Linked DNA regions of Lactuca sativa: region 2 is linked to region 1. The links are chromatin contacts, called in public Hi-C maps. All regions are on one chromosome and are shown on one strand. The core of a region is the stretch at or near the end of the contact, and the rest is flanking DNA. Distances in the headings are between cores, read along the strand shown.

The links. Hi-C and Micro-C count contacts between places; a contact is called where the count stands out from the background.
Region 2: a contact with region 1 is called in a Hi-C map of seed, with 2.9 times the contacts expected there. The contact joins the promoter of LOC111900649 here to the promoter of LOC111900647 in region 1. A contact is called at or near these places in 2 of 4 Hi-C or Micro-C datasets (leaf and seed).

What each region holds. Positions count from the first base shown.
Region 1 is chr5:352,651,316-352,654,015 of Lsat_Salinas_v11, reverse strand. It overlaps LOC111900647 (ras-related protein RABA5b), which reads right to left and starts at 1,324. Exons shown (of 2, transcript XM_023896528.3): 1 at 931-1,324; 2 at 85-585. The coding sequence starts at 1,261. The coding sequence ends at 281.
Region 2 is chr5:352,816,926-352,819,727 of Lsat_Salinas_v11, reverse strand. It overlaps LOC111900649 (60S ribosomal protein L32-1), which reads right to left and starts at 1,515. Exons shown (of 4, transcript XM_023896530.2): 1 at 1,370-1,515; 2 at 770-865; 3 at 503-684; 4 at 122-407. The coding sequence starts at 859. The coding sequence ends at 278.

The DNA.
Region 1 (2,700 bases), core at 75-2,574:
TATGTGCCATTGGCATTAAATATACCGATTTCAACCAATTTATTATCGTGGGTAATATGAATGCGCGCCCATGAAGTCTTCGAATTTATGTAACATAGTTGACTCATTTTATCATCTGTAAAAGTTATACAATTGATATTGCGCTTAAAGAAATATTGGACTCCCACTAATTAAATTCAAAACATAAAATTCCAAAAGTAACTACCAACAAAAAGTCGAAAATCTTCCCACAATCATGTTTGGACAAGAGTAGTAATGAGATGGATGACACCAGAAAAGGTCATTTGGAACAACAATAGCTTTGCTTTGTGTTAGCATCTTTAACTAGGCTTACACGATTGAGAGACACTTCAGATTTGTAGGAATCGGAGTTAAGGACCTTTCTTCTAACATTATCATAAATGGCACGAATCACGATCTCAAAAGCTGTTGTAACATTAGTGGAATCAAGTGCGGATGTCTCTATGAAGAAAAGCCCTTCCTCTTCTGCAAGATTTTTGCCTTCTTCAATGCTCACGTCCCTGATATTCTCCAAATCGCTTTTGTTCCCTACCAGCATCGTTGCCATTGATGTATCACAGTGAGCTGCAAACGTTAAATGTAATCTAATCAAACCCAAATTCATAACATTCAAACAAAGTTTAATTGGTTTCTCTAGATCCAAAACGTAAGCTCGATGTGAAATTGCAACATCTTCCGATTCAAAGGACTTGTTACGAAATACGAAATCAATTTCTTTTCAATTTCTTATCGTGAATAGCAAGTCAAATTGTTTTCAACGAATGGAAGGAGTAACATAATATCTTCGAGATCTAATCCTTTTGCAACCAAATGACAAATCCAGTAATAATCCAATAAAAACGATAGAATGAGAGAAAATTGAACAAGGAGTGAATTGAAATCGAAAAAGAAAAAAGGGGGAAAACTTACTGTTGAGTTCACCGAGCCAGCGCTTAATACTTTCAAAGGTAGTACGGCGACTAATGTCATAAACAATGAGTGCACCGACGGCGCCGCGGTAATAGGCGGAGGTGACGGCACGGAAGCGCTCTTGACCGGCGGTGTCCCATACTTGAGCTTTAACCTCCTTGCCATCGATATCTACGACCTGAGTTTGAAACTCGACACCAATGGTGGCCTTTGAGTGCAAATCAAACTCATCTCTAGCGAAACGCGACAGCAGGTTTGATTTTCCGACAGCGGAATCACCAATCACGACTATCTTGAAAAGGTACTCCTCTCCGCCTTCTCCTTCCTCCATTTCTAGAAAGAGAAAGTTGTGATAATGGTGTCCTCGAGACGTGAGACTTTTTAAAGGAATACAAATCCTACTCGTTGAAAAATTAGAATCAAATGATTAATTATAGAATGAGATGATATTTTGATTAGAAAATCATATAAAAACTCTTAAGTTTTTATATTATCTTATTGGTTTTTATTTTTTATTTGGTTTTCTGTGTATATTTTTTATTATTTTCCGTTTTTTCAAAAATTTTTGTTAAAAATCAAACTCATATAAAAAAGTTTACGAAAAGTTTACCGTTTCTTTTTAATTTTTTTCCTCTCAATTTTACATTATAGTTTTGATGCAAATTACTCTTTAAGGATGTTTTATATGTGTATTTTAGAACTCATGATATTTAATAATTGATGAGTAGATAATAACTGTAACATATTTAGATATGAATTTATATTTTAAGTTTAATAGTTTGATTATTTGACAAATAAATACTCAAATAATCATCCTAAAAACGAATTATGAGCACTTTGGTGATCATGCCACCATCTGCCACACCCTTCTTTATTTACCGTCTCAACATCATATAAAGGATGATCAGTAGCATTGTCAGCATGAAAAAAGAGTGAAGAAGGTGAAATCGAAAAGGAGGGATGAAGTTGCGTTGTTAATTATGACTATGCTCACCCGCTCCTTGCCATGTCACCATGTCGTGAAGGAGGGGTAGTGTTCTCTCCCGAGAAGTGCTTTACATCAACATTATGTTGCTGACATCATACTCATACCCAACACTCTTAATGATAGTTTAAATATGATCACAGTTAAGGATGAGCGCGGTGCGGTTCAGTGCGGTTATTGGCTAAAATCTCACCAGTAACCGCAAATGCGGTTAATCCATTTTCAAAACCGCTCCGGTGCGGTTAAGCGGTTATTTTTGCAGTCAGTTTTTTTTTTTTTTTGGGCTTCAGTTATTAACCGCATGGATTTGGTGCGATTATTTTGTGTGGTTTTTAACCGCAATTTAAAATTCAAACGGTTTTAATAGAACATATTATTTGTAATAATAAAAAACAATAATGTATAAGACAATTAACTTAAATCACAAACAACTAATATCTTAAAAACATCAAATCACTAGTAATTAACAATAAGCATTCTAAAATTGTCAAATTTCACAATTTTCCAAAGTTAAACATAACAAAAAATCAACACTTTTGTCTTCTAAAATTTTATTATTTTTTCATCCATGAAACTTATCTTATTTTTAATATTTAATATATTAATAATTAATAATAAAATTTGTATATAATATATGCAGTGCGGTACGGGTTTTTTTTTTTTTTTTTTTTTTTTGCGGTTAAATAACCGCACCGCACCGCAAATTTGCGGTTTTTGAAAAACCGAAAACCTCACAATCGGTTTTTATTGCGGTTGTGGTTTATGCGGTTTTTGCGATTAATTTT
Region 2 (2,802 bases), core at 266-2,765, 170 kb before region 1:
AAAATATTAGCAAGATACATTTATTTATTTTGCTATGATGTAAAGTAGATGGCTATTATCAGTAAAAACAAAGTAAGCACATTGCTATTAATGGTAAAAAAATAAAACTACAATTACCATATTGGTACCAAGAGGATTCATTCATTCTCACAAACAACAATCAATCATCATTCACTAGAACAAAAAATAACTCTTTGACAAAATTCATTTCAATAGCCTTAAAAAAAGGTATATCAAAAACAAAAATGCATAAATGAGAAACAAAACACATGAAAGCTTACTCATCTTCCTGACTACGCAACCTGGCTAACTTGTTGGTGACAACAACATCAAGCTGTGCTGCACGCTCTACAATTTCCTTCCTTTTTCGGGTTGATACATTGTGTGCAATCTCAGCACAATAAGTTCTGAAAAATCATCATATTATTAATCATGTAACAATGTTTTTATTTCATACTATAATGTAAACTTAAAAGTGAAGAACTGTACAACTTATGTTTACCTGTTGTGCATCATAAGAACTTCAAGCTCCTTGGCGTTGTGAACAACAAATTTCTTGAAACCATTTGGCAAGTAATGACGGGTTTTCTTGTCTGATCCGTATCCAATATTTGGCATAAGAGTAACACCTTTGAACTTTCTCCTCACACGTGAATCAATACCCTTTGGTCTACGCCAGTTTTCCTGTTAGAATTACAAACACGATTTGAGCAAATAAACAGGTTGATTCAATGATATAATGAGAAGATTATAGAGATAGATTGTGTACCTTGACACAGATTTTCCAATCACTGTGTGGCCTCTTGAACTTCTTGACCCTCTTCTTGACGATCTTCTTATCAAGCTTTGGAACCGCCATTGCTTACTATAAACAGGTGATGAAGAAACCAGGTCAATTTTTTCTTGTAGCGTTAAAGAAGCATTAATCAGCTTCTAATTCAGATGACAGAAGTAATAATACGAGAGTACAAAGATACTAATCAAATCAACAACCGTATTAAGATCTAAAAGAAAATGATGTCGTGTACTTCAACAAATTATCAAGCTCGAATTGCTATAGAATTAATCAATACGAACCAAATATACATACATAAACATATATCATTACAGTAACATAACTACAAAATCGATTAGAAGACTAAAACATCGATAACTGATACAAAACAAACTGAGTACACCGGTTTAAAACAATTAAAACTTGTTGAAATTGCACCGACGAGTATTAGATTCAATTAATCAACAGAGAACAAGTAACGAACGAATATATTTTTCAGAAATCCTTCCAATGTGTTAGTAGATCTACAAACAGCAAGTAGAGATACAGTATTTCGTTTACAATTAGATGCGATAGGCAATGAAAGATTGAAACCTGTTAATCGGGACTACACGGCGCAAAAGTTCCCCACTGAAAACAAAGAGCCGTGAAAAGAACCCTAACACTAGGGTTTAGATATACGCCCGGAGATGTACCTGTGCCCTTTAGGCTGTGGAATGTATAAGCGGGCCGATACTCCAAACCAGCCCAATCGTAACTATTAGTTTTTTAAATGCAAAAACCAAAAATTTGTTTTTAAAAAGTATTTGGTTTAATTTTACATGTAAAATAATTAAAAGTTATATTTTCGTAACTTTTAGAAACCTCTTTTTTTCTTCTATACAAAAAATCATTTTCAAAAGGGAAAATGATTTAGGAGGGTCACTACCTCTTATCCGTGTTCACATATTGTTAATTTCTTTTTTTTTGTACATAATAAAGCAATTAACTCGTTTTAACTGTTTAAATTACACCAATATTACCGGTTAATACATGTTTTAACCGGTAACTCGAAGGGAAAATGACTTAGGAGGGTAACTACCTCTTATCCGTGTTCACATATTAACAACTTCTTATTTTTTGTACATAAGAAAGCAAATAACTTGTTTTAACTATGTAACATCCCAACAATCATGACCAAAAATTTCGTTTTTAATTTAATACTAAAACCATAATTGTCAAACCTTTAATTTAATACTCCGGCATCGGGCCTCGCCCGGCATCAGGCCCCGCTTGACATCGAGCCCCGCTCGATATACAAATATGTCTCTCTTAGGCCCCGCCTGTCTCCGGGCCCCGCCCGCTAAACACATACATTCATATAACATGCTAACACATAAAGAAATACACTCTACTCTATCCCTGTCCTAAGAAACATACTCTGCTAATAATGAGATACGGAACTTCGTCCGTACTCAGCTAGTTCCAGCCAGGGCTTCAACAGTGCAATGTGAGTCTCCTTACTGTGTGAATGGGTCTAAGGCCACAATGCCAGCCCATGTAGTCTATGAGTAGGAAGACCCGGGGTTTAGCCCTAGGCATTGTATGCTAGTATGTTATTCCAGACCAAGGTCTGATGTAAAGGGTGCCCGAGGAATGTTTGCATGTTAGAGTATACTTGTTGTCTGTGTGATACTTGTATGTGCCTGGTAGAGAGGTAAGTATGGGCGAGGTCCCATATCTCATCACTAGCTAAGTACGGACGATGTTCTGTATCTCATTATTAGCAGAGTATGTTTCTTAGGACAGGGATACAGTAGAGTATGTTTCTTTATGTGTTAGCATGTTATATGATTGTATGTGTTTAGCGGGCGGGGGTCGGAGATAGGCGGGGCCTAAGAGAGACAGATCAGTATACCGAGCGGGGCTCGATGCCACGCGGGGCCTGATGTCGGAGTATTAAATTAATGGTTTGACAATTATGCTTTTAGTATTAAATTAAAAACGAAATTTTTGGTCATGATTTTTGGGATGTTACACAATTAAAA